3 separate regions of the Mus musculus genome follow, and all the other regions are linked to region 2. A link is a contact called in public ChIA-PET and HiChIP or PLAC-seq data. All regions are on one chromosome and are shown on one strand. Each heading gives the region's core, a stretch centred on a gene start, on an enhancer-like site or on the middle of the called end of the contact. The rest is flanking DNA. Distances are from core to core; before and after follow the strand shown.

Region 1 (3,762 bases), core at 816-3,315, 170 kb after region 2:
AGGTAGCACCATTCCCTGAGCAGGAGACCCTGGACTGTGTAAGAAAACTAGTTCAGCATGAACCAGATAGCCGTGTTTCTCTGTGGTTTTATTTTCCCCTTGAGAGGACACACACAAAGAGAGAGAGAGTCAGAGACAGAGAGAGACACAGCGAGAACTGTGTATATATGATGTGCCTGTGTGAGTGAATGCCAAGTATGAGTTAACATGACCATGGACACCAGAAGACAACTTGGGATTGGACTTACAGGTGATTGTGAGCTGCCTGATGTGGTGGTGTGTGGGACATGACTCGGATCCTTTGGAAGGAAAGGCTCTTAACTGCCGAGCCATCTCTCCAGCCTCTTCCATGGTTCATGCTCATGAACTTCTTTCAGTAATGGGTTCTATCCTGTAAGATGAGACAAACCCTTTCTTCCCCTACACTTCTCTGGTTTTTGTTTTGGTTTTTCGAGACAGGGTTTCTCTGTTATCGCCCTGGCTGTCCTGGAACTCACTCTGTAGACCAGGCTGGCCTTGAACTCAGAAATCTGCCTGCCTCTATCTCCCGAGTGCTGGGATTAAAGGCGTGCGCCACCACACCCGGCGCTCTACACTTCTCTTAGAGTGTTTTATCACAGCAACAGAGAGCAAACCAGGACACTTTCCTGGAGCACTTCCTACCTGTACAAATGTGGAGGCTTGACTTGGTTAAGCTGACTGACTAAAGCCTTCTCAGTCAGGCTTATGGCTTCCCATGCAGTCCCTTCCTCTCCCACTCCTGTTCTTTTAGCTGGAGATCAAATCTATGGTGTAAGCATGGTGAGCCCAGCTTCTGCACCTGGGCTACATCCCAGCCCAGATTTATGCCCATTAGACAATCATCTCAAAAAGAAAAAGAAAAAAATCGAAAGAAAAAAAAGTGAAAAAGCCGGGCGTTGGTGGCATACGCCTTTAATCCCAGCACTCAGGAGGCAGAGGCAGGCAGATTTCTGAGTTCAAGGCCAGCCTGGTCTACAGAGTGAGTTCCAGGACAGCTAGGGCTACACAGAGAAATCCTGTCTCAAAAAACACAAAAAACACACACACAAAAAAAAAAAAAAAAAAGAAAGAAAGAAAGAAAGAAAGAAAGGAAGGAAGGAAGGAAGGAAGGAAGAAAGGAAGAAAGGAAGGAAGGAAAAAGAAAAAAGACAATCCTCTTGAAAAATTAGGCACTTGTAGAAGTTATTTCATTTCTGGTCCAGTAACTATTCTCAAACTTTTCTAAAGCCAGGGTTGTTAGATCAAATACTGAGTGTATTGGATTCTTATTTGCCAAATTTGCCAACTATGTCTATATGTCACCCTTGAGACAGCTCCATTCTTTTCTTTTTTCTTTTTCTTTTCTTTTAGAGACAGAGTCTCTCTATAGAACCCTGGCTGTCCTGGAACTCACTCTGCAGACCAGGTTGGCCTTGAACTCAAAAATCCACCTGCTTCTGCCTCTCCAGTGCTGGGATTAAGAAAAGCACCCTCATTGCCTGGGGATCACCTCCCTTCTTTGCTTCGTCACTGCCTTCTCTTTTTAGTCTTAATGTTTTAGAGAGGACAGTTTCTTCAGTATAATTGGTACATGGAAATATCACTTGGATTACTTAAAGATTTTATTGATTCTGTTACTGAAAGCCTTTTCTGTCTTATCTTTCAGTGTTTGGGGTGTGGAAGTAGTGAGAGTTACCTATTCCAATGTTCTGTAACAGCTTTTCCCAAGATTGAAACAGTCCATCCCACAGGGGACCTCTTTAAGCAGGAAGGTAGACAATTCAAAATGGCTTCAGGAAGTCCCTGAAACTTAACAGATTCACTTGGTCCCTCCCTGCCAGAGTAAGCAATCAAAGCTGAGAGCCTCTCTCAGAAGGAGTTGAGCTTCAGAGAGGACTCTCATACAAGACAAGCTTCAAAGAAGGCTCTGATACTTGACCAGCCACTGAAAGAAGCAGAAAGCAGCAGAGTTCAGATTTTGTGAGTTGTCACCATGCTGGGGTGGGCCTTGATGATGCAGTTTTCTTTGAGTCATTTCCACTCCTGTGAGTAATCCCTCACTCATATTCCTGTAAGTAATCCTAATAAAACTCATTGGTCACCAAGTCAGATGGTATGCATACTTTGGTTTGTGGTGGGATATCTATCTGGGGTGAATAAACCCATGTGTTATTTCTCCCCAGGAAACGTTTTGTCACACAACACCGGTAATATCCATGATGTCTGTGTTTTCCTCGTCCTCTTTAATCTGCTTGAATCAAACTGAGCTTAAATTAAACCAGACCAGGTTCACCTCTCTCACAATAAGTTGCTGAGAGAAGAAATTTAAGTCCCAAACACAATCACCATTGGTCTTCATGTGACAGCCCTGGAGGCCTGGAAGAGCTGATGACATAATTATATTTTGAGTCTAACAGCCTGATAAGCAGGAGAACCGACAGGATGAGGCTAGCCCAAGTCCAAACCTAAAGACAGGAGAAAGCCAGGTCTATGTCACGCAAGGCTGCAATCCAGCTGTGGGAGGTTGGCTGAGGGATTCCAAGCTCAAAGTTGTTCTGAAGGAAGAGTGCACCCAGGGTATGCTAGTGAGGTCCTGCCTCAGAATAAAGAGTAAAATCAGGGTGCTGGTTCTACAGTTCAGTTAGGGGGTGCTTTCCCAGCAGTCATGAAGACCTTGCCTTGATCCCCACCACCACATAAAACAGGCCCGGCAGCACACATCTGTAATTCCAATACTTAGGAGGTGGAGGAAGAAGGATCGGCGGTACAAGGTGATTCTCAGCAGCAATAGTGAATTTATGATCAGCTTGGTCTATGAGAGAACCAGTCTCAAAGGCAAACAAGGGCTGGAGGAATGGCTTGATGGTTAAGGAACGTATTCCTCTGTAAGAGGACTCGGGTTTGATTCCCAACACCCACATCAGGCAACTCACAAATGCCTGGAACTCTAGCTTCAGGGAGCCAGTGCTTGTCTGATCTCCTCGGGCACAGACACACATACATACACATACTTAAATAATAAAACTTAAAAATCAAACAATCTCAAACAATAATGAATCGTAAAAGAGAAATGAACAAACAAAACAAAACAAAACAAAAAAGAAGTTCAGCCATTTTAAAGTTACCATTCTGCCAGGCAGGATAGCTGTGGTGGTTTGAATGAAAATGGCCCCCATAGACTCATAAGAAGTGACATTATTAGAGGTGAGGTCTTGTTGGAGTAGGTGTGCCCTTGTTGGAGGAAGTGTGTCACTGGGGGTGGGCTATGAGGTTTCCCGTGCTTGAGACAAGCCAGTGTCCCACTTTCTTCCTGCTGTCTTCGGATCCAGATGTAGAACCCTCCAGCATCATGCAATGTCTGCCTGCATGCCACCATGCTTCCTTCCCCGTGACAATAATAAACCTCTGAACTGTAAGCCAGCCCTCATTAAATGTCTTCCTGTAAGAACTGCTGTGGTCTCTTCACAGCAATAGAAACCTTAAATAAGAAAGTAGTATTCTCTATAATCCCAGTAATTGTGTGGTGGAGGACCAGGAGGTCAGGCTAGCTTAGGCTACACAGTGAGATCATGTCACAGAAAACAGTAAAGAAACAAAGTTGTTAGTTTTGTAAGGCAGACATGGAGGAGAACAATGGAAAGAAATAACTACTCAATGTCAGGTTTCTTTTCTTGTGTATATGTAAGAATTAAGGCCAGAAGCAACCTCATAAGCATGCCAGTTAATTTTTTTGTAGTGTATCGGCTGATTTTGTTCATTTTG
Region 2 (3,730 bases), core at 839-3,338:
GCTTGACTAGTTGGCGAGCCCTCACGGCTTCCTGTAATTCCCACAGTGGCCTCTAGGTGTCCCCATGGCCCACGCGCTCTTCCTGATGTTTACATCCACTAGTCCCACAAGAATGGGATGTGACGAATTTACAGAAATACTTAGAGACTGATCCAAACCCCGGTGTACAATCCGGTTGTTGTTTCATTGTGGGGCCGACTTCTTGGTGAAACCTTTACCTCAAGATTTTTTTTTTAAAGATTTATTTATTGCTGGGCGTGGTGGCGCACACCTTTAATCCCAGCACTTGGGAGGTAGAGGCAGGTGGATTTCTGAGTTCGAGGCCAGCCTGGTCTACAAAGTGAGTTCCAGGACAGCCAGGGCTATACAGAGAAACCCTGTCTCGAAAAAACAAAAAAACAAAAAAACCAAAAAAAACAAAAACAAGAAACCCAAACAAATAAACAACAACAAAAAGATTTATTTATTTATTTAATGTATGTATACTGTAGCTGTCTTCAGACACACCAGAAGATGGCATCAGATCTCATTACGGATGGTTGTAAGCCACCATGTGGTTGCTGGGATTTGAACTCAGGACCTTCGGAAGAGCAGTCAGTGATCTTAACCGCTGAGCCACCTCACCAGCCCCCACCTCAAGATTTTTTTATTGCTTTGTTTAAACTATACAAGCATAGCCATTTAATTATTTTACAAAGATATAAAATGCATACATCTAGAAAAGAACAGCCTCTTTAACAAATGGTGCTGATAAACTGGATATCCACATAGAAGACTGATTTCTGCTGTCTCTCACCCAACATAGCAATCAGTTCAAAGTGAACTGGTCTACCAAGTGAGTTCTAGGACAGCCAGGGCTACACAGAGAAACCTTGTCTCGAAAACAAAACAGGCAAACAAAAAATCCAAACAATAACAAAAACCCATAGTATGTTAGACTGTCATGCATGCTCAGATATTTATTTTACTTATTTACAAATTTTATTTATTTATTTTATTTATTTATTTACAACTAAGTGTAAAGAAGTGGGTCAGTTTCCTGCCACCTTGGCAAGCACCCGAGAGTTATCAAAGAAACAGTTTATTTGGTTCATAACCTTGAAGGTCAAGTTCACTACTTACAGACCTCTGGGAAAGGTGGGCAGAGTGCATCGTGGCGGGAGCAATTGGTAGAACAAAACTGCTCACCCACAATTCTCTTTCAAGAACATGCCCCCACCCCAGTAACCCAAAGACCTCCACTAGGGCTCACTTCTAATTTCCACCACCTTCCTCCTGATGCCAAGCTGGGAACCAAGCCTGAGTTTTTGGTGTTTTCTAAATATTGACAGGGTCTCACTATGTAACTGTAGCTGGCTTGGCACTCAGTATGTAGACAAGGCTAGCTTTGAACTCAGAGAGCTGTGCCTGCCTCTGCCTCTGCCTCCTGGTGCATCTGATCAGGTTTTAAAACCTAGCTATGCGTGGGCAAGTACTTAGCCTAACATCTGTAATTCTCACATGATACAATTTCCTCTTAACCCGGGGTTTTCCCGAACTCAAATACCATCCTACCCTACTTCTTGCTTCTGCTAGACTGGCATCCATGAAAGCCTGCTGCTGCTCACTGCTCTCTACTGTTTCATTTTCCTCTTTAGAGGACCAGGCCACCCAGCTCTCCACTGCTCACACTCTTCGGACTGCTTCTGCACCCAGCTGACTCCCCTGACAACAAAAAAACGCTCCCTGCTCAGACGGTTTCATCACCCTCCTGTTGGCAGAAAGCTGACCTACGAGGGCAGGGCACCAAAAGGGGTTCTTATGTGGGAGGCGCAGCTGAATGGCTGGCAGTGGCCATTTCGTGGCCACTTGAGGCCACAGGCATGCCCCAGAATAGCCTGCATCCCGAGGGGCAGACAGGGGCTCAGGATTCCTGCAGTCCGGGACACCAGTTTGAGTTTCATTTCGGATGGGTCTCTGGTCTGAATCGAAACTTGGTTCCATTAGGATGGGTTGCTCAGTCAGCCTCTGCGAGGGCGGAGCGGTCACCACGGCGACGCCAATCCTGGGCCGCGCCGGCTGGTGGGTGTCGATGAGTCCTGGGTCCCGGGACTCTTGGAGGCGGAAGCGCTCGCTCCGGTCATGTTTCTTGGCGCTCTCTGGTTGCTGCTGCTCCTGCCGCTGCGCCCCCCGGGAGCGCAGGGCCAGGAGGCCGACGAGCCCACCCCTTGGCCGAGCGTCAAAGGCCTGAAGGAGCAGCTGAGGAAGGCCGGTGCCCTCTCCAAACGGTACTGGGAGCTTTTCAGCTGCACCTTGTGGCCCGATCACTGTGAAGACCAGGAGACCCCCGTGCCGCCTCTGGGTAAGAGCGGTCCCCGCCGCCGACCCCTCGCTCACCTGCCAGTCTCACTCTTAAGCACTGCGTACTGCAGGCCTGCATCAGGGGCCTGGTCACTGCACCCCACCTCCGCACGACTCTAGGTGCAGCCCCTAGGGACAACTAAAGGTCTGGCTGCTCTGCCGCCCCTCACCTGCCCTGATTTCTCTAGACACTCAAGCCTCCCCATTCTTGCTCGCTTTATTGATGATGGTTTAAGGAAAGCCGTTTGTAGACATACTTGGTGATTGTCCCAACCCCAGATACTTTCACTTCTAAGGCTTAGAGAGGAAGCGCTGGGGCGTACGAGGGAACCTGGCTGTGAGTTGGGACCTGAACTCTGGTTTGGGCGCTGTCACACTGAGAAACCTCAGGACTGTCTCTCTTGTCCCTATCTTGCCATCTCATAGCATTTCCTTTCCAGGCTGGAGCCTTCCTCTGTGGGGCCGGCGGTCGCTGGATGTGCTCACTGCATGGCTCTGTCGCTTTCAGGACTGCTGCAGCGGCGGCGGCGATTGCAGGATCTCCAACAACTTGACAGGTTGGAGCTGACGTGATTTTCAGGGTTCAGGTATCTGGGGGAGGGGGTTGGTGAGTATGGAGAAGCGACTGGTGAGAAACCTACCCCTCACGGGTCTGCAATTATTTGAGGACCTCTCTGACAAGACTTTGAACTCCACGATTTCCAGAAAGGACACTCTCCAACAATAGGGACGACAAAACAGCAGCACTGATAGTGCCCTTAGCGGATGTTACATTATACCAACTAGGAAAAGTGCCCAAATACTTGCTATGTGGCTGTTTTCAAAATACTAGTCCTCAGGAGAGCCAGGCAAGTACTTCATCCCTCAGCCCTCCTGGGTTTTTGTTGTTTGTTTTGTTTGTTTGTTTTTTAGAGTATGGAGATACTTAGTGATTTGTTTATAAAAAGATTAAGAAGTTTAAGATATGTTCTATGGGGTTGTGGGGAGGTATGGAAAGGGGGTGCCTCAGTGGGCCCATGCCAAGGCATCCCTTCCCGCTGAAGGGCCAGCAGGGGAAGAAAGGGGAGTTAAGAGGGTAGTAGAGGCAGAGGAAGGAGAGAGAGACAGAGACGGAGAGGCCGGCCTTGAGCACGTGGAGAGAGGGGGAAGGGAAGGGGGAAGCGAAGAGCCCAAGAGAGAAGCAAGCGGGAAGCAAGAGTAAGTAAGGGAGGAGGGGTAAGCAGCCCCTTTTACAAAGGGTCAGGCCTTTGTGGGGAGGAGCATACGAGGCTGTTGCCAGGCAAGTGTAGGTTGGCGTTTAGACAGAATGCTAACACTTAATCAAGAGCAAGAGGCCCTTACCTTACTCCCAACCCCAGTCGTGGTGCTCCCAATTTTTTTTTATCTTTAG
Region 3 (3,778 bases), core at 515-3,014, 210 kb after region 2:
TACAGATGGTTTTGAGTTATAATGTACGTGCTAGGAATTGAACCTGGGTCTTCTACAGTGCTCCTAGCCATTTAACCTTCTTTCCAGCAGTACTCAGAATTGTAAAGTTAGTCTGGCCTTCAGTAAGCCACACAGCCTTGCTGGTCACTGCCTAAGCATTAGTTAAGTCTGTACTTGCTGCAAGCAGACAAATGTTCTTTATAAGAACTGAAGCCTATAAAATCACTTGTCACCTTGCAGCACTCCATGGCCACCAGGAAGAGTGCTTTTGCTTCAAGCTTAGGTTTTTGAGTGCTCCTAATGCTGTGTGACTGGGAACGTCGGAAAATGTGGCTTTCGTTAGGCTCAATTATGCACTGGCCACGTGGCAATGGACATGACGTTTCTTTGAGTTAGCTTATTTATTTTGAAAACAGAACAGGTACAAACTCCTGCTCCCCGCCCCCCCCCCCCACTGGGTTTTGCTTAACTTATTGATGTGTGACACATTCTTTACAAGTTATCAGTGAAGTAACTGATTATGTGTATGGATCAGATCTTGACAGTGTTGGCAGTGGTTAGACCAGGCCTATCTGTCACCTCGTAGTTATACTTTTTAGAGATTGGTAGTGAGTTTCCAGGTAAAGGGTTAGCAGTTCAGAGCCCACAGAGCAGGGTAGGGAGAAGGGTAAATCATCTTCGCAGGATTTGCTAGAGGAAAACTGCAGGATAGTTGGGTCACAAGGGCTAAATGGACTGCTGGGAAGAGCTGTTGTTTAAAGAATTGCATCTTAAAGTCAGGATTTTTTTGTATTTTGCTATTATGTCTAAACCAACTATACTGTCATATCTTCCATTTCAGTTTTTAAAATTAATTTTTAAGTTAATACACAAAGATGGGTTTCTATTTCCTTTGCTTTTATTATTATTATTATTATTATTATTATTATTATTTATTGTATGTGTATGATGTACATGTGTGAGTGTGGGTGCACATGTACCATAGCATGTGTGGAGGTCAGAGGTCAGTCACAGCATGTGTGGAGGTCAGAGGTCAGCTTCGGGAGTTGGAACTTTGGTCTACTCTGGGTTCCAGGTACTGAAGACAGATAGATGGTTGAGCTATCTCACAGCACTTGTTGCTTTGAGACAGCATTTACTCTATAGCCCAGGTTGGCCTTGAACTCTAGGTGACCTTCCGTTATGTTCCTACTGCCCCCCAGTATCACTGTGCTGTGGCACATGTGTGGCATCAGAGGACAAGTGTTGGGAGTCGGTGTTCTCCTCCTATCATGTGGGTCCTGGGAACTTGAACTCAGGCCTTCGGTCTTGGCAGGAAGCACCTTTACCAGCTGAGCCATCTTACCATTCTCAGCCCAGGTGCTTTTTGTTCTGTTTCTTTAATGTGTTTGTTTGTTTGGTTTGGTTTTACAAGGCAGGATCTCTCTGTGTAGCCCTGGAACTCACTCTGTAGACCAGGCTGGCCTTTAACTCAGAAATCCACCTGCCTCTGCCTTCTGAGGTGCAGGGATCAAAGGGATGCACCACCACCGCCCCTCCTCACCCCACCCCCAGTTCACTTTTAACCATAGGTTTCTTCTTAAGATGGCACTCACCCTAGCTCTCTGAGTTGGAGCAGCCCTTCTCAGCTGCTATCACCAGTCCTGACAGAGAAGTCACACTCTCAGCAAAACTAGAAGTAGTTAGAAGCTTGTGGGAGCTGGCTCCGGCCTGTGGGCAGGCTGTCTGTTTCTTCTCACCAGACTTCCTGGTTTATTTCCTGGATGAGATAGGTGTGGTGAACCCCGAGCCACATGTCCTGTTTCTACTCATTTGACTGTCATGCTTGAAGGGTTTCAGAAACACTTCCTTTTTGGAATAGAGTCTGTGTTTTAATTTTGACACTTTTGTACTGTGTCATAGAGGCAGATTGCAGTTTGCCAACTTACCTAAAAGTCTTATTTTGTAGCTTTTAAAAAACCCTTATTAAGCAGGGTGTGGTGTTACCACCTATAATCCTAATTCGTGAGCTGTATGCAGGCAGATCAGGAGTTCAAGGCCAGCCTGGGCTATGTGAGATACTGTTTGAAAATAAAACAGAGCTTTACTTTAACTTGGTGAGTGTTGGTAATCCAAACAGAGGCAGGAGGATTACTGTGAGTTTGAGGCCATCCTGGGCTATATAGTTAGTGAGTACAACTTTGGACAACACTGATTTACCATGCAGTTGGTAACCTAGAAAATAAGTATATAATCTGACTTTTGGAGAAAAGCATATTAAATACAATATTGGAAAGCAACGCAAGGTTGACGTTCGACCAAGATACAAGTCCCAGGAACCTAACAAGTCTTCATACAATTTTTTTTCTGGAAAAATCATTTTAGCATATGCTTACCATCATTTTTTCATTATTATTTAAGACTATTTATCTATACATATATATGTAATTAAACATAAAATATGCCAAATACATATACATAAAATGTATGTATGTATGTACATAAATGAATTGTCTACATGGCATTACTAATGTCTAATATTTCTGACCTGAGCCCCTTTGTTTCGCCCCTGCTGTTTCTCTTTGGTTTGTAACCAGGACAGGCTTCTCTGTGCTCAGAGCTCTGTCTGTTAGAATTGTTGAAGGCCTTGGCTGATTCTGTGACCTTCCTGGGAGGAATTGTATTTATCTATTGGCAGTCTAGGAACGCAGCTCGAGTTTGCTGTTAAACAAACACACTCTGAGGTTTTTGAGATAACAAAACTTTAGGTTGCAAAATCCACTGGAGTGTTGCAAGGTTTCAGGGGACTCTGTTCCGGTCTTTTGAAGGAGAGACACTTTCCTTTCTTTTACCTTCTGTTTCTGTCTAGGACCCTGAGGACGTGGCCATGTGGATCCTTAGCACTAAGGTGGTATTCTATTCGACTTCCAAGTCTGAAGTCCAAACAGGCCCTAGGTTTTGCCATTCTGTAAAGAGCCTGGCCTTGGGTCCTGTGTAGTGAAAGGTCCACATGTTGTGTGGCCGCCAGTGGGCAAAAGCTCTAGCTTTTGGCAAGAATCCATGTGTTTATCACGTGTCACTTAGGGTTCTAGCTTTTTAAATCTTTCATTCTGTGGTCTTGGGCCAGCTTTGCAATGAATTTATAAAAAGATTTTAAAAAAAAGCTTAATTATGTATTTATGCACATGTGAGTGCGGGTGCCCTGGGAGGCTACAAGGGGTGCCCTGGAGAAAGGACCAGGCAGTTGTGCATGGCCTGACTTGAGGGTTGGGAATGAACTCAGGGCCTTTGCAAGAGCAGCAAGCACTCAGCCACAGAGCCCTCCAGTCCCAGCAATGAGCTTTAAAAGCAAGTGTTTTCATTCTTAATATTTTGTTTGGTATCTTCACAGTCTCATGTGAAGATCTGTTCAGGGGCCTCGTTTCTCACCTTGCCAGAAGTGGACCCATAACTGTACATGGACCCACCCTAGACTGCCGTGCTTCTCTCTGAAGGGTGCGCTGTGTTTGCACCATGATGTGTGTACTAGTCTTTATGTTTGCTTGCTTCCAGCTTAATGGTTCACTGCTGCAGGATATCAACTTAAGGTTCAGTTTTAAATATCCAATTATCCTTATTTCCCGTAGGTCACATTACCATGAAACAATTGATAGCCAAGAAGAGGCTGTTGGCAGCAGAGGCGGAGGCAAGTATCTTTTTGTTTTGTTTTTGTTTTTTCAGTAAAGTAACATTGTGAATGTTCCTCATTTATTTAGTTAGGTTTTATTTTCTTTTTTTTAGACAAGTTCTCATGTAGCCC

The links. ChIA-PET counts read pairs in DNA pulled down with a chosen protein or histone mark. HiChIP or PLAC-seq counts read pairs in DNA pulled down with a chosen protein or histone mark.
Region 1: a contact with region 2 is called in a FOXA1 HiChIP or PLAC-seq map of pancreatic cancer cells. The contact joins the enhancer-like site here to the promoter of Tor3a in region 2. A contact is called at or near these places in 2 of 39 promoter capture datasets (the C10 cell line and stem cell-derived epiblast-like cells), 2 of 484 Hi-C or Micro-C datasets (stem cell-derived germline stem cell-like cells and undifferentiated spermatogonia), 5 of 115 datasets of contacts at active chromatin or transcription factors (embryonic stem cells, large pre-B cells, pancreatic cancer cells and 1 more) and 3 of 9 other capture datasets (adipose tissue, liver and pancreatic islet).
Region 3: an RNA polymerase II ChIA-PET map of memory CD8 T cells shows a contact between it and region 2, with 8 read pairs. The contact joins the enhancer-like site here to the promoter of Tor3a in region 2. A contact is called at or near these places in 1 of 39 promoter capture datasets (liver), 2 of 484 Hi-C or Micro-C datasets (bone marrow-derived macrophages and muscle stem cells), 2 of 115 datasets of contacts at active chromatin or transcription factors (memory CD8 T cells and pancreatic cancer cells) and 3 of 9 other capture datasets (adipose tissue, liver and pancreatic islet).

The regions. Positions count from the first base shown.
Region 1 is chr1:156,506,259-156,510,020 of GRCm38.p6, reverse strand. No RefSeq gene overlaps it. Among named protein-coding and RNA genes, the nearest start is that of Gm39682, 32 kb to the right of the region's middle. Within about 2 kb of position 2,065, at least 31 of the 459 cell types and tissues checked have an H3K27ac peak or open chromatin away from gene starts, as enhancers often do. A contact at or near this core is called in pancreatic cancer cells and stem cell-derived germline stem cell-like cells, where this site is marked.
Region 2 is chr1:156,672,697-156,676,426 of GRCm38.p6, reverse strand. It overlaps Tor3a (torsin family 3, member A), which reads left to right and starts at 2,088. Exons shown (of 6, transcript NM_023141.2): 1 at 2,088-2,341; 2 at 2,781-2,897. The coding sequence starts at 2,122.
Region 3 is chr1:156,457,832-156,461,609 of GRCm38.p6, reverse strand. Soat1 (sterol O-acyltransferase 1) reads left to right here. Exons shown (of 16, transcript NM_009230.3): 3 at 3,606-3,664. Among named protein-coding and RNA genes, the nearest start is that of Soat1, 15 kb to the left of the region's middle. Within about 2 kb of position 1,764, at least 137 of the 459 cell types and tissues checked have an H3K27ac peak or open chromatin away from gene starts, as enhancers often do. A contact at or near this core is called in adipose tissue, bone marrow-derived macrophages and memory CD8 T cells, where this site is marked.